Regions from separate parts of the Mus musculus genome. Here regions 2, 3, 4, 5, 6 and 7 are each linked to region 1. Evidence: chromatin contacts called from public HiCAR-type and promoter capture Hi-C data. All regions are on one chromosome and are shown on one strand. Each heading gives the region's core, a stretch centred on a gene start, on an enhancer-like site or on the middle of the called end of the contact. The rest is flanking DNA. Distances are from core to core; before and after follow the strand shown.

The links. Promoter capture Hi-C pulls out the DNA fragments that hold promoters and counts their contacts. HiCAR-type assays count read pairs that join an accessible place to other places.
Region 2: a contact with region 1 is called in a HiCAR-type map of astrocytes, with 8 times the contacts expected there. The contact joins the promoter of Znrf1 here to the promoter of Wwox in region 1. A contact is called at or near these places in 1 of 39 promoter capture datasets (pre-B cells) and 1 of 115 datasets of contacts at active chromatin or transcription factors (astrocytes).
Region 3: a contact with region 1 is called in a promoter capture Hi-C map of pre-B cells, with 8 times the contacts expected there. The contact joins the promoter of Zfp1 here to the promoter of Wwox in region 1. A contact is called at or near these places in 1 of 39 promoter capture datasets (pre-B cells) and 1 of 115 datasets of contacts at active chromatin or transcription factors (astrocytes).
Region 4: a contact with region 1 is called in a promoter capture Hi-C map of pre-B cells, with 4 times the contacts expected there. The contact joins the promoter of Gan here to the promoter of Wwox in region 1. A contact is called at or near these places in 5 of 39 promoter capture datasets (the C10 cell line, cranial neural crest, liver and 1 more), 4 of 484 Hi-C or Micro-C datasets (CD4 T cells, pre-B cells, regulatory T cells and 1 more), 1 of 115 datasets of contacts at active chromatin or transcription factors (astrocytes) and 1 of 9 other capture datasets (liver).
Region 5: a contact with region 1 is called in a promoter capture Hi-C map of hippocampal neurons, with 3 times the contacts expected there. The contact joins the promoter of Bco1 here to the promoter of Wwox in region 1. A contact is called at or near these places in 4 of 39 promoter capture datasets (the 3T3-L1 cell line, hippocampal neurons, liver and 1 more) and 1 of 115 datasets of contacts at active chromatin or transcription factors (astrocytes).
Region 6: a contact with region 1 is called in a promoter capture Hi-C map of pre-B cells, with 3 times the contacts expected there. The contact joins the promoter of Cfdp1 here to the promoter of Wwox in region 1. A contact is called at or near these places in 3 of 39 promoter capture datasets (3T3-L1-derived adipocytes, liver and pre-B cells), 1 of 484 Hi-C or Micro-C datasets (CD4 T cells) and 1 of 115 datasets of contacts at active chromatin or transcription factors (astrocytes).
Region 7: a promoter capture Hi-C map of pre-B cells shows a contact between it and region 1, with 4 times the contacts expected there. The contact joins the promoter of Tmem170 here to the promoter of Wwox in region 1. A contact is called at or near these places in 4 of 39 promoter capture datasets (the C10 cell line, embryonic stem cells, liver and 1 more) and 1 of 115 datasets of contacts at active chromatin or transcription factors (astrocytes).

The regions. Positions count from the first base shown.
Region 1 is chr8:114,438,340-114,440,930 of GRCm38.p6, forward strand. Wwox (WW domain-containing oxidoreductase) reads left to right here and starts at 1,313. Exons shown (of 9, transcript NM_019573.3): 1 at 1,313-1,539. The coding sequence starts at 1,433.
Region 2 is chr8:111,535,347-111,537,937 of GRCm38.p6, forward strand. Znrf1 (zinc and ring finger 1) reads left to right here and starts at 1,294. Exons shown (of 4, transcript NM_133206.4): 1 at 1,294-2,218. The coding sequence starts at 1,795.
Region 3 is chr8:111,642,160-111,644,750 of GRCm38.p6, forward strand. It overlaps Zfp1 (zinc finger protein 1), which reads left to right and starts at 1,284. Exons shown (of 4, transcript NM_001037665.2): 1 at 1,284-1,453.
Region 4 is chr8:117,156,676-117,159,266 of GRCm38.p6, forward strand. It overlaps Gan (giant axonal neuropathy), which reads left to right and starts at 1,306. Exons shown (of 11, transcript NM_001081151.2): 1 at 1,306-1,626. The coding sequence starts at 1,460.
Region 5 is chr8:117,094,573-117,097,163 of GRCm38.p6, forward strand. It overlaps Bco1 (beta-carotene oxygenase 1), which reads left to right and starts at 1,293. Exons shown (of 11, transcript NM_021486.3): 1 at 1,293-1,522. The coding sequence starts at 1,459.
Region 6 is chr8:111,853,039-111,855,629 of GRCm38.p6, forward strand. Cfdp1 (craniofacial development protein 1) reads right to left here and starts at 1,299. Exons shown (of 7, transcript NM_011801.2): 1 at 1,106-1,299. The coding sequence starts at 1,169.
Region 7 is chr8:111,875,390-111,877,980 of GRCm38.p6, forward strand. It overlaps Tmem170 (transmembrane protein 170), which reads right to left and starts at 1,286. Exons shown (of 3, transcript NM_025781.2): 1 at 1,114-1,286. The coding sequence starts at 1,246.

The DNA.
Region 1 (2,591 bases), core at 63-2,562:
AAAACAGGTTCAAAGGTTCCTTGCTGGGAACCAAGGCTTTGAACTGCAGGCTGATAGCGCCACCTGGCGTGCAGCTTCGGAAGCACAAGCTTGGATAGTTAAAAAATCCTCATTTCATAACTACTGTGGCGCAGATGTTTTTACAGAAACAAGATGGTCATAAAATCTCCTTAGGGTATGACTTTGTGGGTGTTGGCTTTGTCTCACACGTATTCAAGCTCCTGAAAAATCTTCTTTGCCTGGGTTTACATGCAGATAGATCCTTGTTAGATCAAAGTCAAAGCTAAACTTCCAGGAGCCAGAAATGATAAACAAATAGGGGAAGGGACTAAGTGCTGTTGTGAAGGTAGGCTTCACATTGTGGGTCTAGGATATTTATAACCAGGATTTTTTTTTCAGGTGCTTTAAAAGTCTGCTTTGCAAGTTTGTAATCAGGTGCCGCCTATGAACAAGAGAACCAAGTTATGGTTGGAAGACCATTCTCTCTTAATAGAGAATCTGGAGGCATGAGAATTTGCATGTTCTCGATTTTTGGCTCCCTTTATAGCATAGGCTGGCCTCGAACTTGTGAACTTGTGATCGTTTTGACTTACCCTCCCAAATTCTGGAGTCACTTAGTTCTCCAAGTGTAGGTTTTTTTTTTTTAAATGGCATATTTACATAAACAACACAGATTGTGAATGGAAAAATACCTGGATAGTATCAAGTCAGGACATTTACTCTCGCAGGTGTGTCCAACCTGAGGCTCGTGGCAACACGTGGCCCGGGATACTAATAAATGCTGCCCAACACAAAAATCCTAAACTTTAAGCATTGTGAGATTTTTCTTTTCTTTTTCCTATTTGGATATTCGATTGAGGGCTTCTCTAGTGTAAATTTTGGAAATGACCATGTCACAGTATCATGTCGTAGTGTCAAAAGGTTGTACACCTGCAGGGCATGGGACGAAACTGGAGCTCAGAATAATCTCATCAGAACCTTTCCCCCCTCCCCGCCCCCCCTTTATAGTCCAGTTGAGCTTGGACTACATTTCCCAGGATACTTCACTGCTGGGACTCATTCAGGATTGGGTAAAACAATAAGGAAGTGCCTTCGGGTCGCCCAGCAACGTGCAGAGTCCTGCATGATGACTGGGTAAGCACGCCCCTTCCAGGAGGCTGAGGAAGCTTATTCCAGTTTCTGAGCCGTTCCTGCTTTTCCTTCCACCCCCCACGGCCGTTCCATCTCTTCCGCGTTCCCTCCCGTGCTCTTCTCAGGCTCCGCCCCCTTTCCCGCCAGTAGCTGCAAAACCCGGAAACTGGATTACAGCCGCGGACCGGCTGGGCGAGCAGTGCGCAGGCGCGAGCGGTCTGGTCCCCTCCCGGACGCGCGCGGCGCGGTTGAAGCCAGAGTGAGTTGCTGAGGAGAGCAGGCGGCTACTTCTGTCTCCAGCATGGCAGCTCTGCGCTATGCGGGCCTGGACGACACGGACAGTGAGGATGAGCTGCCTCCGGGCTGGGAGGAGAGAACCACCAAGGACGGCTGGGTGTACTACGCCAAGTAAGCGGCCTTGGAGCGGCGTTCCTGGGAGCCGTGTCCTGCGAGGCCTGGACCCTGCGCTGCCCTGCCAGGCGGGCATGCGCATCCGAAATGCCAGCCACCTGTCCCAGGCTGTCCCCCGTTATTAGGGGATCTGGGTCAAGGTCCCGTCACCTGGCCACCCGCCGCACGCCCCCTGCCGCTCACTAGGTGGCACTGCACCGTGCGGTGGTGGCGCCTAGGTCTTACTCCTCTAAAGAGGAAATAGAGAAAACTTCAAAGCCAAGCTCCTGCCATGGGGACCTGATCTGGAGGCCCAGCAATCTGTATTTTTAAGCAGATGTCCTGGATGGCTCGCAGTGGTTTCCCAGGGAAGTCTTGGAAACCTCCACAGAGCCTTTCCCTGTTGCTAACCGTGACCTTGGGCCACTGAAAGCAAGCCCCTGACTTTTCTGTTCTCCTCATCTCTGAAATGAGCAGACACAAGAATGAATCTGTGCTGTGCACAAGGCACTCAGTGGAGAGGCTAGTAGGTTGCCCCGCAGGCGTTTTCTGTTACTTGGACTGTATCTGTGGCAAAATTGCATAGGCGTGATAGGGGATAGTAGCTCCCATAGGGGGAGCTACTGCAGCTGACTCTATGCTTGGGGACCTCTGTTCATTTTTAAGAAATAGATACTTAATGGACAAAATGCTAGGTTTTCATACAGTCTTGATCAGGCTCTGCCAGTCAAAGAATGAAAAAGCGGGAAATTCGCAATGTAGCAGGTAGCAGTGGAGAAGTCTCCAACACCTCCGACAGCAGCAGGCACAGTCAGCAGGCTGAAAGGCACTCTGTAGGGGAGGACTCGTGTTCACAGGGCAGACACACATGGAGAAAACAACTGCAAAGCCAAAGGGAACTCTGGAGCCGAAAAAATTGCAGCCTCTTCTTGAGGGCTTTGGTTTTAAGTCATTGAGGAGTTTTCATTCCCTAATTTAAGAGTTGGTCAGTTTGAAGAAAAGATAAGGGTTGGTCAACCCACATCTGTTGGGTAACGTGTCCTGATGTGGTCTCGAACTTGCTGAGCCAG
Region 2 (2,591 bases), core at 44-2,543, 2.9 Mb before region 1:
CCAGCTTGTTCGAAGCTTTTAGCTCACCCCCAGCACTCTGTGCTTGCAAACAACCATCTTTCTGTGGCCTTCCAGGCTAGTCACACTGGAAGAGACAAGTCTATTAGCCCCTTTAAATCTCCCTCCAATTCCATTTTCGGAAGCACGGAGCCCACTTGACAGAGTGACAAGAGAAGGTCAGGTTAGTGACTGGGTGATGCTTACGGTGCTCAGAGCTGAGCACTTGAAAAATTATTTGCTCAAAGAATAAGCAAAGTGAAAATATGAGAAAGACTGGGACTGACCTGGCAAGGTGAGTCTCTGTTGCAAAATGCAATTTGGTCAACAAATATTTATTGAGTACTGTGCCCTTGCCTTGTGGCTCTATGTCAAAATATGGCTCTATGTCAAAATACATGATAAACAAAACAGCAATCGGCCTTGGGCAAGGAGTTTCTAAAACAGCTTTCCCGCTGCATGGTTCTTACTTTTTTTTTTTTTTTAATCCACCTATTGATTTTGAGGATTATATTCTAGCCTAAGGAATCGATTCAGACCCAAATAGTTGGTTCTGATCTAACGACAGCAAAGTCTAGGCGCCACTGGGGCACTGTTGTATCTCCTAACAGCTAATCCCAAATGTGTTTGGGTCCAAGCTGATTCCCTCCTCCCCCCCCCCCCCCGCCCCCCATGCTAAACTTCCTAAGGTTGGCTGGGGTCCTTGGATGGAGAACCTCCAAACGAATGGACAGCATATCCACCAGAGGGTGCTGTGAGGGCAGGTCTGTGGCGGGAGGGGAGCTCCCCCAGTGACCCTTCAAACCCAGGTAGGCTTTATTAGTTGGTTTTTCTTTCTTCTCGGTGTTTCCTTCCTACCCGCTAAAACCGTCGTTACCCCTCCCCCCACTCAGGGTCTCGTTTTGAAGACATTGATTCGACTTTCGCCGCGACTCCAGCAGAGCTGTGATCCAGAGGAAGTCTGACCTCTGTCGCAGACGCCCGGCGGCTGGAGACGTCCTGTCCCTGGACCGCCCGGGGCGCAGGCGGTAGGTGGGTGGGGACCTCCAAGGCCGCAGCTCGCTGCTGCGCCGCAGGGGCCGCGAAGGGGTTAACCCGGCGGGGGGGGGGGTGCGGGAGGAGGGAGGGGGCGCGGGCCGCGCGTGCGCTCTGCCGCCCTCCATTGTCTCCACGGCGGCGAGGAGCGCCGGCGAGCGCAGCCCGGGACGGAGCGGGGCGGTGCGGCTGGCTGGCGGGGCCGGCGGCGGCTGGAGCCGGAGCGCGACGCCACGCGACCGCGGCTTCCAGAGCTCCGCCTGGCTGCCCCACCGCCGCGAGCCCTCCCGAAGCCTGGAGGAGTGAGGGCCGCCGGCGCGGGCTGAGGAGTCCTGAGACGGGGGACGCGAACGGCGCGGCGCCCGGAGCCTCCGCCGCTTCCTGCTGCGGGCGAGCGGCCTCCTCCGGCTCCTCCCTCCCTTCGCTGCGGCTCCTTAGGCTCCGGAGCCCGGGGGCGGCCTGTGGCGCGAGGCGCCGGCTCTGGACCGCGCTTCTTCGGACCTTAAGGGGAACATGCATTCGGCTTGGACAGTTTGAAATTCTTAGTTTGGGGTCCCCGCTCGCTTGCTTTTTCCACCCCGCGGATTTTTTTTGAGGATTCCCCCCCTCACCTTTTTTCATTTTTCTCCCCTCGGGGCTCTTTTGTGACTCTCCCCAACCCCAACCCTCCGCCTTTATGTTCGCCCAGACCTCCACCCGCTTCTGAGTAGTGGGGGAGGGTTTCAGCCTCCACGTTCCCGCCCCACCGGGGCCCCGGCGAACATGGGGGGCAAGCAGAGCACGGCGGCCCGCTCTCGGGGCCCCTTCCCGGGGGTCTCTACGGATGACAGCGCCGTGCCGCCGCCGGGAGGGGCGCCCCACTTTGGGCACTACCGGACGGGCGGCGGGGCGATGGGGCTGCGCAGCCGCTCGGTCAGCTCGGTGGCGGGCATGGGCATGGACCCCAGCACGGCCGGAGGGGTGCCCTTTAGTCTCTACACCCCCGCCTCCCGCGGGACCGGCGACTCCGAGAGGGCGCCGGGCGGCGGAGGGTCCACGTCGGACTCCACCTATGCCCACGGCAATGGTTACCAAGAGACCGGCGGCGGTCACCATAGAGACGGGATGCTGTACCTGGGCTCCCGAGCCTCGCTGGCGGATGCTCTACCTCTGCACATCGCACCCAGGTGGTTCAGCTCGCACAGTGGTGAGTCCGCGGGTGACGGAGGCCTTGAAGGGTGGAGTGCAAGGGAGGGCGCGCCGGGGCGCCCGAAACCTCTTAATGTGCTAAGGTATGGGTATGAAGCTAACTCCTGCCCTTCCCCTGGTTCCTTCCATGTCAGAGGATGAATAGGATCAAATAAGATAACTACTGCCTAGGGGGAAAGCTGCCTACTAGGCGTGTGGAGCCGGGTACCTTAGGACTGCAGGCATGTGTTCACTTGTGGATGGCTGAGTGAAACCTGCCTATTGAGGTCGCATTTATTAGCGTCATGATCCTCAAAGGTCTTCTTGTCTGAGACTCTTCATTTCTGCCGCTGCAGCATGGTACCTACCTTTCTGGTTAAGGAGGTAGTGTC
Region 3 (2,591 bases), core at 34-2,533, 2.8 Mb before region 1:
ATTTTATGCAAAGTTAAAATTATCATCAACAACAAATTTTTACGATTTTATGTGCATGAGTGTTTTGACTATTATATGTATGGATGTGCACCATATGCATGCAGCTATGCAGTGTTCATAATCACGGTCAAAACAGAAATAAAATCATACTGAGCATGGTACCGTTCGCCTGTTAGGAGACATTTCATGAGTCTAACCATCTCAGAAACAAGTTCCATCTTGCTGGCAGGGCCAAAACTGAGTTCATGTTCCCAGATCCCAGAATCAACTCCTATCCTGCTTCTTCAGGTGTTTCATGTCTGTGTGTTAACCAGTAATGGATATAAAAAGGGGGTTTTGCCATTATCCCATTATCTAACTAAGGCATGCAAATAGTAAGTGTATTTATTTCCTGTCGTGATTTAACGGACTACGTGCAGTTCCCTTATCATTCTAAATGCCAGGTCAGAGTCCAGGAGGGGACTTGACTGCAAAAGCTGACTCAGGACATTGAAACCAGGATAAGGCACAACCACCAATGTTAAACTTCCTTAACTCCTTGTGTCAAAATATGATTAGTCACTGCAACAGCCCCTCCCCGCCCCCCTTTGTGTTCCCATCCTGCAGTGCAGTCTCCCTTGGGGGACGAGGTTCAGATCCAGAACTGGCTGCCCCATACAGAAAATGAAGCTTTCATTTTGAAGCTTTTGTATCTGAAGTGAGTTTACTTAGCTTCCTCCCCTCTCCAGAACCCAGTAAGCAGGGAGCTGAAACAGGAAGATCATTAGTTTGAAGCCAGCCTAGGCTTGACAAGACCCTGTCTCAAACCAACAAACATGGGGTTATTTGTGCCAGTGCTTCCAAAAGTAACTGTAGAGCCGAGAGGTTAAGGAAAATGGTGGTAGTGGTAATGTGTGTGTCTGGGTGGGTGTAACACGGGGATCTCACTTTGTAGCCTTGACTGGACTGAGACTTTCTAAGTCTTCCAACTCCCAGGGATCTCTGCTTGCTTCTACTTCTCACTAGCTTGAATTAAAGGCGTGCACTACCACACCCAGAAAGGTGTGTGCTTCCAGTGCGGTTGAGATTTGCTTTAACGCACATATTTTGTTGTTGAAAGTTTTAATCAGTTACTCCAAATCCGGGTTTTTAACAGCACAGGAAGATGAAAGGGACCGTAACACAAACCAGACTGTTAACTTGGAAAAAACGGTCCCTACCCAACTAATAATGCGTACGTTTCCCAGAGTTCCTAGCAGCGCGGCTCAGAGGCATTATGGGAATTGTAGTCCTACACCTCAGCGTCACAGCTCCGAGGACTCTGGGAACGGCCGCTCGCTCCACAAGGTGCACGCTTGCGCAAAAGCGCTAGCGCTCGCCCTTCCCCCACCTGCAGTCGCGAGTGGGTGACAAGAGCCCCCTTCTCCGCGAGCCTCGTGACCCGGAACCGCGAGTGGAGGCTAGACCCCTCCAGGTATGTCTGCAAGGCCGGGATGCGCGGGCCCGGGAGGAAGGTCGCGTCTGCGCCGGAGTGGGAGTCTCAACTTCGACGCCTTGCGGGCCGCGGCGACCCCTGGGCGTAGGGTCGGGCCTCGAGCTCTTCTGAGAGTCGGTCCCTATGGGCTGTTCGCGGTCGGCGTGTGTGGGGTCGGAGGAGGACGGGCAGCTCCCGGGCTCAGCCTCCCTTTGGGGGGAGACGCGCCACTGCTGGCCGTCGCGGGGCTCAGGCCGCGCGGGGGCGAGTCTGGAAGCCTGGCGGGCGGGCGCGCGCTTGACCCTCCACGAGGGTGTGGGGGCGGGGCTCACGGTGCTAGCCACGCCCCCACGGTGGCTTTGCGGGCTCCTGGAACCTCCTTGTTCCTGGTGTCTGGTGTTTCCAGTTATATTGTCACGGAATTATCACGTCTATCCCGTTACTTCCGGTTTGAGCGTCAGTATAACAGATTTTTCTTTTTCTTTTTTTTTTTCCTAACATTGGCTTTTCTTTTTTTCTAATATTGACTTTTCTGTTTAGCTTGGGTAAAAGTTTTCATATAAGTATGTTGCCGAGGTCCAGCCTCAGCTTGAGGTGAGGATGGTCCTGAGAAAGGGGTGAGTGGGAGTGGTGCTGACTGAATAATATATGAGTCAGTAGTGGATACAAGCTGTCAGTTCATGTGTTCTCTTGTCAGAAACTGAACCCAGTCTTTTATTTACTAAAGATTTATTCATTAAATCTTTTTACCGCTGTTAATCATTTTCTAAAAAAAAAAATCCATGGTTACATAAATTCCAGTAATCCCGAACCTCCAACCCCCGTTTCTTTGAAATGAAAGCTAAGCAAAAGTACATTTCCTTATCTCTTAAACACAGTGTTCTCTTCACGGGCAGCAGGGCACAGTTCTTGTGGTTTCTTATTGTTTGAACACAGTCTGTTCTTCACGGCAGCTGGGCATAGCTTTTGCGGTTTCCTGGCACAGCAGACAGTCATTAAAGTGGCTATAAGAACAGAAAAGTGACAGACTACTGAGGTTAAAATGATTTCTTGCCGGGCATGGTGGCGCACGCCTTTAATCCCAGCACTTGGGAGGCAGAGGCAGGCGGATTTCTACAAAGTGAGTTCCAGGACAGCC
Region 4 (2,591 bases), core at 56-2,555, 2.7 Mb after region 1:
TTTTCAAGACAGGGTTTCTCTATGTAGCCCCTGGCTGTTCTGGAACTCTCTCGGTGGGCCAGGAACTCACAGAGACCTGCCTGCCTCTGCCTCCCCGGTGCTGGGATTAAAGGCTTGCGTCACCACCTCCTGGTTTAGAGTCTAGATACTTTTATCACTGCAGGTATAGATACTGTGTTTGAAATGGAAACTGGAAATGTATCGATCTTCTACTAGTAACTTCCTTGACTTTACTCCCCTAGTCTCCTATCTTGAGTATAGTTTATACTCTGATTCCTATCAGTGACGCCAAAGCCTTGCTGCTTCCAGGGTGAAAACCAAGACTTTCCTTGGGGCCTTTGGACTACGGGAGGCTGTGCTGACGCACTGAAAACCACATCCTGCCTTACTTTGAATGCTGCCCCAATGTTCTGATCCTTGGTCCTCATAAGACTTAATTCTCTGTAGCCTCGAGCACCTAATGTTTGCACAAAATGGTAGCTACTTCCTCCACTCCCAAGCACCTTCAGCAACTTCCAGGGACACAGACGAGGCTCGCCCTGCAGAGTGAGCACACCCAGGGGTGCTTAGTACCACAGCCTTGATCTGTCTCTGTGGGAAGTCTAGCCCCCACCATCCGAACATCTGGCCTTCATACCCCCTAGTCTTTCAGACTTTATCTTTCCTAAAAGGTAGGGATGGCAATCATGCAATTAACTGGACCCCCTCTCCTTCCCAATTGTACTCTTGTGCGGGGGCGGAAGGGAGGGCATATACCACAGAGTCCTTTTATCCAGCCCACTATCTAATCTTGGCATCGATCTGCTTTAAAGACCCCGATCTTAGAAACCTTCGGAACACCTTACCCCTACCGCGGTATTTAAAACCCTTCCATTGCTCCCGGTCCCCAATTGCAAGAGGAAAACACCTTCCTTGCCACAGCCTTGCAAAACTGCTTGTTTCTCTCGCTTCACTCGCGACGTCTTCAGCGAAGGCTTCTGGCGGACTCCGCGTTCTGCCCGGAACTAATGGACGTGAACGTAGCGAGGCGTAACTCCCGCGAAAGGAATAATAAGTCCTCGGCTTCACTCTGCGTCTCACTCCCTTCCACACTGAGAGCACTCGGTTCGCCGAGACTGGGAATTGGATACCGCGGAACCGCTAAACCCTTCCGCCCGCACCAAGCACAGCCCGTGGGCGCGCCCGGCGCTCGCAGCCCAGCCCTTCTGATTGGCTGCTGCGAGGTAGGGCGGGGCGCGGGGGCGTCGCGGAAAGATGACGCAACGGCACAGCTCCTTAAAGGCGCCGTCCGCACGCGCTGCCGATGGCGCAGGCGCGTTGTTGAACTTCCAGCTCTGACTCCAGAGCTTCACTCAGTCCGGGCGGGCGGGCGAGCGGACGCGAGGAGTGGCCGGCGGGGACGTGCGCGGGACTCGGGCGGGCGGGTCGGGCAGGTGGCGGCGGAGGAGCGGGAGGCGCGATGGCCGAGGGCAGCGCTGTGTCCGACCCTCAGCACGCCGCGCGCCTGCTGCGGGCGCTCAGCTCGTTCCGGGAGGAGGCGCGTTTCTGCGACGCGCATCTGGTCCTCGACGGCGAGGAGATCCCGGTGCAGAAGAACATCCTGGCGGCGGCCAGCCCGTACATCAGGTGAGCGGGCGCCGCCGCCCATCGCCTCCGCATCCCTCCCTCTCTCTCTGGCCTGGCCGCCTGCGGCTCCAGTGGCTCTGCCGCCGCGCCCCTCGGGCGCCCATGGGCCTCTCCACCGAGATCGCCCCGATCCCGGAGTCCCTGGAGGTCCGCAAAAGCCCCAAACACGGTGTACAGGCCGTCCTGGACCCGCACCCGCGAGCAGGGCGGGGCTGCTCCGGGAAGAGCCGCCCCTTCGCCCCGACAGGCCCCGCCCGGCCCGCGGAGCCCCGCAGAAGTTTTACCTCCGAGTCACCGCACAGTGGGCCGGCCAGGTTTTGCGCGGGGAAGCCAAAACAAACACCCGCGGCTTAGGCAGAAGGAGAACCCTGTAAGAGGTCGGTGGGAAGCCCCCACCCCCAAAGCCCAACTGTCACTTTGCCACTCCCTTGTTACAAACAGGCAAAACTGTTGCGAATTTGAGAAGACCCGGGGTCGTTCTTTGGCTACAGTTACCACCGAGGACCCAGCGATTGTAACCACCAAGAGGGCACTGTAAAACTTAAGCGACGCAAACCTTAGCCCAGTTTACTAGGTTAATGAAAAGGTTGAGACCAAGCTTATAGCATCGGATCAGAATTTGTGAGATGGGCTCCTGTCTTTTCTTTAGCAACTTTCCTTCAGGCAAACTGGTTTGCTCTTTTAATATGGGGGGTGGGGGGGGGCACTAAAAGGTAGAGAAAGTGCCCAGTAAGCTGGTTAAATATAGACGAATGATAGCAATGTCACTAGAATTGACAGATCAGAAAATGGAAAATTATGTGTATGCCGTTTCTTAGGGCTCTGTCCCAGCAGAACTCGGACACATATGCTGTTCTTGAATCTTTGCTTTTGGAGACCTTCGAACTCCAGAAGCAATCCAAGTGCCCTTGAAACTTCTGGCTTTTAGCCTAGCCTGGCCTTACAACATTGGGCTCTTTGTGGAC
Region 5 (2,591 bases), core at 43-2,542, 2.7 Mb after region 1:
GGACAACTTTGGCAGTTGCCTTTTCTGGTACCATCCATCTTATCTATTTATTTTTGAACTCACCAAGGGGCTAAGCTGGTTGGCCATCAGCTAAGGAGCTGCCTGCCTCAACCTCCTGAGTACTGGGATTGTATACATGCAGCAGGCAGCAGGCAGCAGGCAGCAGGCAGCAGGCAGCAGGCAGCAGGCAGCAGGCAGCAGACAGCAGACAGCAGACAGCAGACAGCAGGCAGTACCAGCACCAGGCTTGGCTTGGCTCCCCCACCCTTTTTTTTAACCCTGAGTCCTGAGAGTTGATCTCAGGGTCTTTCTTTGGCAAGTAGAATACTCTACTGACTGATCCCTGTCTCCAATCCCAAAGCATCTTTAGTTTTATAATTTCTTTAATTACATAAGACAGGGAGATCATACATATTCACGAGGTGTCCTGTGGTGTTTTGATTCCTGTATATGTGGTGGAGTGTGGAAGCCTTCTGCTGCTCTCCTGGCTGAGGGCGTCACTTCGAGCAGCAGGAACCGAGAATCCCCCAATTCCCACCCTATGCTCTCAAAAATGCAGTGTGGATTTTAGTCTTTGGGTCCTCCCTCTTATCAGTCTGAGTTGAACTGAAGGGTTCCCGATGGACTGGCTATGCAGAAGGCCTCAGGGATCCTCCTGTCTCTGCCTCCCAGCTCTGGAATTCATTCGGGTGCTCTGGGCAGAATTCAAAGCCTCGCTTGTGCACAGGCCCTGACGTTGTTTTGTGTTTTAATTGTTCTTTGGTTCCCGAAAAAGCCAAGTCTTTGTCTTCCCCATCTTTGCTTTTTAAATGGGCACATGACACATCTTTGAGCCCTCCTTCCAAAAAGAAAACCAATCAAGTGTCCGTTGATAGGATTTTTTTTAAGAGTGGGAACGAACCAAGCCCCAGGTTAAAATCAAAGCCTTCTCTCTCTGTTTGCAGAAGGCAAAGATGTCACCAGCCCACAACTTGCAATAGTGCGGTCAATGTCTTTGATGGTCCCCTCGCTTGAAGAGCCTTTGCTGATCCCAAATGCTGTTCTCTCTGCTCTAACCATAAATGCATCCAGTTCTCAGGATGGGCTAGCTCGGGCAAACTCAGCAGAACGCGCCAAATCATCTCTTCCGACTCAGAGCGGAGCCTTCCTTGGCTAAGCTAAAAGTGAAATCAGAGCGGAGGAGTTGGAAAAACACTAATGGGATTAAAGATTAGCAGTAACACATGGCTTGGGAACTGACCTTTGACCTAACACACACACACTGTATAAATTACCCAGCAGCTTCCGGCAGCAGGCAGAAGCACCGGTCAGCTTGGGGAAGGGACACAGAGGAAGAGACGGAGTGTACAGGGACCAAGGATGATGTCAAGGAGCAAAGAGCAGGAAGACAGGAGGCTTTGAGCACACACGGCTTTGTCTATTCCAGTAACAACCCCCTTGCTGCCGCTCACCGGTTCCATGGAGATAATATTTGGCCAGAATAAGAAAGAACAGCTGGAGCCAGTTCAGGCCAAAGTGACAGGTGAGACTTCTGTATTTAGATGGGCATTTTCCTCACCCCCTCCCCCTCCCTTTATCCCTCACCCCCACTCCCACCTCCACCTCCCCTGCCCCATGTTAGAAGTTGCTTTTGGAAGCCTGGAAACCCATATATGGCAACAGGATGAGCCAGTATCCAGAAACAGTCTCTGTAACCAATAGGGTATGTTTCTACACGGTAACTCGGTGTCCACGGGGAGAGCAATCCTTTCTCACTGTCTCCAGAGGAGTGTTGGGAATGCTCCGATAGCCACGGTGCAAGTGGGGGAGACCAGAGGACAACTTGTAGGAGCTGCTTCTCGCCATCATGTCGGTCCCAGGGATGGAACCCAGGTTGTCAGGCTTGGCTGCAAGCCTCTTTCAGGCACTTATGATTACAGTGGGTAGTGGGAACTGAACTCAGGCCCTCAGGAACTGGAAGCAGTGTGTGCTCTTAGGCACTGCACCATCTTTCCAAACCCTCTCTCTTTAAGTTTTCGTAAGACAAGATAGATGTCTCTCAGTCAGGGTTACCATCGCTGTGACAAAACACCCTGAACAAAGCAACTTGGGGGAGGAAAGGGCTTGGCTTCCACTCTCTGCATCCCTGTTCATCATCTAAGAAGTCAGGACAGGAACTCAGGGCAGGAACCTGGAAGCAGGGGCTGATGCAGAGGCCATGGGGGGTGCTTACCAGCTTGCTCCCCGTGGCTCTCTCTTCATAGATAGTTGATGGAGAGCGCTCCTGAAAGTGATCCTTCAAACTCAAACACGCTAAGGCTCAGGTGCCACCCTCAAGTCCACATTCACCTCATTACTTGAAGCAAGACCTCTCACCAACCTGGAACTTACCAGTTAGACTGACTAACAAGTCCCAGGAATCCTCCTGCCTCTGCCTCCCCAGCACTGGGATAACAAGCCCATGTTATCTCTCATGGCTGACCTTTTGTCACATGGGTTTGGAAGGCCAGCTCAGGACCTCCTGCTTGTGTGGTAAGCACTTTATCCACCGAACCATCTCCCCAGCCTCTAGAATATTCTCTCATGTGGTGAAGCAAACGTTCTCCCTCAAG
Region 6 (2,591 bases), core at 49-2,548, 2.6 Mb before region 1:
TATTCTAGGCTCTGAAGACACTAAATATACATGTAGATACATACAAATAGATGTGCATGTAGGCAAAACACTCACACACATAAATGTTTAAAAGATTTGTCTGGACCTCGCATAAGCTGGATTCTTAGTGTGCTCCTCTACCGCACCCCAAGAAAAAAAAGATAGCTAGGCCATTAAGAGTGTGCGCTTCAGCCGGGCGTGGTGGCGCATGCCTTTAATCCCAGCACTTGGGAGGCAGAGGCAGGTGGATTCGAGGCCAGCCTGGTCTACAAAGTGAGTTCCAGGACAGCCAGGGCTATAGAGAAACCCTGTCTCAAAAAAAAAAAAAAAAAAAAAAAAAAAAAAAAAAGAGTGTGCGCTTCATTCCAAAGGATCTGACTTTGGTTCCAGAGTCGGGCGGCTCACAACTGAGTGTAACTCCTTCACCTGGGGACCCGATACCCCCTTCTGTCCTCTTTGGCCACCTGAATGCACCGCCATACATACACAAAAATAATAAGGGGCTGGCGAGACGACTCAGCTCTACAACCACCTGTAACTCCAGTCCCAGAAGCCCTAGGCACACACATGATGTACAGAGACAGACAGACATTCAGGAAAAAACACTGATATACGTGCCATAAAATCTCTAAAAATAAAACTTTTGAAAAAGTTCTTAAAAGAGGACGATGGGTAGCTCCTGCAAAGAGGGAAAACACATTATCACATCAACTTTCTAACAAGCCGATCCCTTCCGAACCCAGAGGCGGACAATTGAGTTTCGGACGTGAAGGAAGCTGGCAATTCCCTAAAAACAATCTCCAATGTCCGGGTCGGCTTCCAGAACCAGCCGGTAGGTAGGTAGTACGCTCAGCCTGCGGGCTTCACGCGCCTGTTCCCGCGCTCCGAGGGGGCGGCGGCCCAGGACAGCAGCTATGCAGAACCGACACATGCGTGTTCCAGGCCGCCTGAGGGCCGGGGTCCTGATAACCCGAACTCCGGAGCCCACGGGCCGTGGGGACCTCGCGATCACGAGGCCCACGCCCTGGGGACCGTCCGGGAGAGTCTCGAGTGAGGTGTGAAGCGTGGAAACCACCCTCCTTTCGCCTCAGGCCGAATCGCTCACCGGACGGCAAGTAGTCCTCATCCTCGTCCGATGTGGAGAAGTCTTCGGAGTCGAATTCCTCCATGCTGCTGTCACTTGGGGCCTGCTACCCACACGACTGCGGCCACTGCCCCAAAATAGCGAAGCTAGATATAGGGCGAGACCATAGGGGTACAGGACCAGCAGCTAGGGCCGCCCTAGAGGCGAGCGCACATGCGCAGGCAGTGCCACGTGGTCAGAGACGACACTTCCGGCTGCTGCGATTGGTCAGTCTACACTCACCGGGCCCTTGTGGGATTCCGGACCCCCACCTCTCAGAAGCGATGCATGCTGGGGCTTGTAGTTTTCAACGGTACCGTGCGTCCTTAATGGAGAATGGCTTATCTGCGGAAATAGTACTTTCTCTTTATACTTGTCTTTTTATTTTGAAATTTGCTCACAAGCTAATATTTTTTCTAACTCTAAAATCAGAGATTAAAATGTCGCTCCCGGATATGCTCAGCGAGTAAAAACTGAAAGCTGAATAGATAGATGCTAAAGTTCCCATCAACTTTTGAGCAAGGCTGAGGCTCTGCCTTTTTGATTCAATTCTCTCGCTAGAATCGAATTCTTTAATGCAGTTTTTGTGCCTTTTCCCTGCATTTTTGTTTTTGTTTGTTTTTTTTTTTTTTCTGCCTAAAATTGCTCCCAAGAACACTACCGAAACTCTGTCTAATATTCTAAGCGCAAGAAGACTGCGACGCTCTTTCCTGAGAAACTCGGCCTGTTAAGTAAGCTACATTCAGGCCTGAGTTACAAGTACTGTTGGCAGTAAGTTCAGCATTAATGAATCAACAATCCGATAATCACTAAAAGACAAAAGGAAATCCGCTTATCTGTGAGGGAAGCCACTACACAAAGTGCTAGATTGACACTTTTGAAACAACGGGAAAGATGGATGGAAAAGCAGTTAAATTTGTGAGTATGTGAGGATTGGCGAGACGGCCCAAAGGTTAACAGTACTTGTTGCTTCTGCAGCAAAACTAGGTTTGGTTCCTAGCATCCCCAACATGGCGGTTCACTACCGCCCTGGTTCTGACCTCAATAGGCACCAGGCATGTATGTAGTACAGTGCAGCAAGCACCTTCACCCACTGAGCCATGCCCCTAGTCCCTCAGAAATCACCTTCTGCCGGGCGTGGTGGCGCACGCCTTTATATATATATATATATACACACATTTTTTTAAAACTGTGATGAGAATATAATGCATACTGTACTGAGAATAATCGAACTCTCGGAGCACATGAAGGAGGAAGATGAGGAAATCTTAGCAGAGAAATCCGTAGGAACAACCAATAGGAAATTTTAGCAGAGACATCGGGAGGACCAACCAATGCTCTGGATGAGTGGGTAAAACCTGGTGGGAGTTGACCAATGGGATGGCAATGGGAATCAGCCTAAGAGTTCACAGCCGTCAAAATATCAGTGTGGAATACATCTAAAGGGGGCTGGGGAAGGTGACGTAGA
Region 7 (2,591 bases), core at 36-2,535, 2.6 Mb before region 1:
CAACTGTGGCCCCATAATCTAGCCTACCATCTAGGCCTACCTAACCCCACCTATGATGGTCTCACAAGTGCCTAATGAGCCTCAGCTTTTAAGTAGACATGTGACTTTTACCACCCGAACTAAGCATATGGGTACTTGTTATTCTCTGTTTCGCCTTCTCAGGTTTGGAAATCTCCTTAATAGTTGGGAGAGAAGTAAGAAAATGAGTTAGAACAGACTCACTGAATCCTAGGAAAGAAAGAACCCTTCATCTTTTGGAGAAGGTCGCCAGAATGCTGTGTGTCTGTGTGTTTACTTATTTGTAATCACTTTCAGATTTGTTTGTTTATTTATATATGTATTTATTTGTAATCACTGTCAGGTGGGACACTAGTACTTCTGGAAACAATCTGAACTCCCAGACTCTTTTCTTGTGGGCAGGATCACAAGCTAACATCTTCAGCTGCCACAAAACAAAAAGGCAGCCACCTTGTCAGCTACTACACAGGCAGGTCCCAGGTGTCCACCGAGAGGCGCCTGGCAGTCGCTGCCCAGTAGATGAGACTCACAGGTGTCTGGTCGAAGGTTGCAGTCAGCAATCCCACCCGTCATCCTCTTTTACAACGTCACTGGGTTAGTTTCTCTTTGCGGCAGTGTCCTAATACCCCTACCCCCCCACACCCCACCCCACCCCCGCCTCTGTCGTCTTGCCTTCAAAAACCCAAAGCAATCATGCCCTCCCCTGAGGGCCTTTATTAATAACCTCAGGGGATCATTCTCTTCTCCACAACTTTCTGAATTGTAGCAGTTCTACAATGTAAATGTAACTTTAAAAGCCCTCCTGGCAGAAGGCGGCGAAGCCCGGGTAAGAGCTAAGAGCAATTTAGAAGTTCTGTCTTAAGTTCTTCTAGGTGCGGGTGGGGGAATCCGCAACAGGTCTGAGCAGGCTGGTGGGAAAGTGGGTGTAGGACAGAGTCAGAGGACAGCGTCAGCACACAGGCTCTCAGAGGAAGGATACTAGCAGTCACTAGGACTGGACAGCCGTCGCCCCAAGTGCGATTCCAGGGCTGCCTCGGCCTCGCCCTGGGAGGCAGGCGACAGGTGCGCAGTGCGCAGGCGCGGGGCGGGGCGTACCTGGGAAGGAGCAGAGCGAAGTGGAGTTGGGGCACAGGGTCCCGTTGCCCACCCGCGGCACGAGCTTCAGGCTGAGGATCTGCTGCAGGAGCCCGGCTGAGCCGCCGCCACCGCCGCTCCCCTCGCGCTCCATCCCGCCGCCATCCACCGCCCGCCGCGCCGCGGAGTACCGCACCTCCGCAGCCACGGCGTCACCTTTGGCCGGCCCTCTTCTCCCGCCCACTCCAACGGCGCTGCTAGAGTAATCGTTTCTCCTTCCAATCACAGGGCGCCGCAGATGGAGGGGGCGGGGTAACGGTTGTTCCCGCCCCCTGGCGCTGCGTTCGATTAGAGAAACCCACGGCATGCTGCGCCCCTAGTGGCAAGTTTCTTCTGCTCCATCTGGGTGTGTTGGGCTCTGCCCTCTTTAGTGCCACCTTTAAGTAGGACAAGTCCGGTGAGATTGCTCAGCGGGTAGAGGCGAGGTGTTTGCCTCCAAGCATGAAGGATTTGCCTTCCATCCCTAGGACTCATATGGTGAAAGGTGAGAACCAACTCCCATGGTTGTCTTTTTACCTTCACATACACATAGACTCACATACATTTTAAAATAGTATACAAGGATACATCACCAAAAATAAAAATTAAGTGACCACTAGCCTACTCAAATTTCTCTGTAGGACTGAATATGTATTGACAGAGAACCAGCCTAGCTGCACATCCCTAGATTCCAACCCCAGTTGCTTAGCCTGTCAAAGTCTATAGGTTCGCTGGGCGGTGGTGATACGTGCCTTTAAACTCAGCACTCAAGAGGTAGAGGCAGGCAGCTTTCTGAGTTCGAGGCCAGCCTGCTCTACTGAATAAGCTCCAGGACAGCCAGAGCTACATAGAGAAACTCTGTCAAAACCAAAACCAAAGCAAATACAAGACAAAACAAAAGACTGTAGGTTCAACTTCCGAACAACCAACAAGCAAAAATAAGACTTTTTAAATGGACCAAAACAGAGGCAGGCGGATTTCTGAGTTCGAAGCCAGCCTGGTCTACAAAGTGAGTTCCAGGACAGCCAGGGCTATACAGAGAAACCCTGTCTCGAAAAACCAAAAAGAAAAAAAGGACCAGAAATTCTCTAAGTCACAGAAGTTGAAACTTTTAGGAGCTGTGACCTGAGTTCCATCTCAGGAGCCCACGTGGTAAAAGAGAACCCATAACTGCAAGTTGTCCTTTGACCTGCACAGGTTCCCACACACATATGGCCATGGCTCTCCCTGGTTGTAAACTTGACGACGCCTGGAATGAACTAAAACCGCAATGGCTGGCGAAACCTGTGAGGGATTTAAAGTAGCAATACCTATAATCTGGATCTTTGAGGTGGAAAATCCACCTTTGATCTGAACCACGCCATCTACCGGTTTGAATATGCTTAGCCCATGCGAAGTGTGGCACGTATTAGGAGGTGTGGCCTTGCTAGAGGAAGTGTGCCACTGGGTAGGCAGGCATT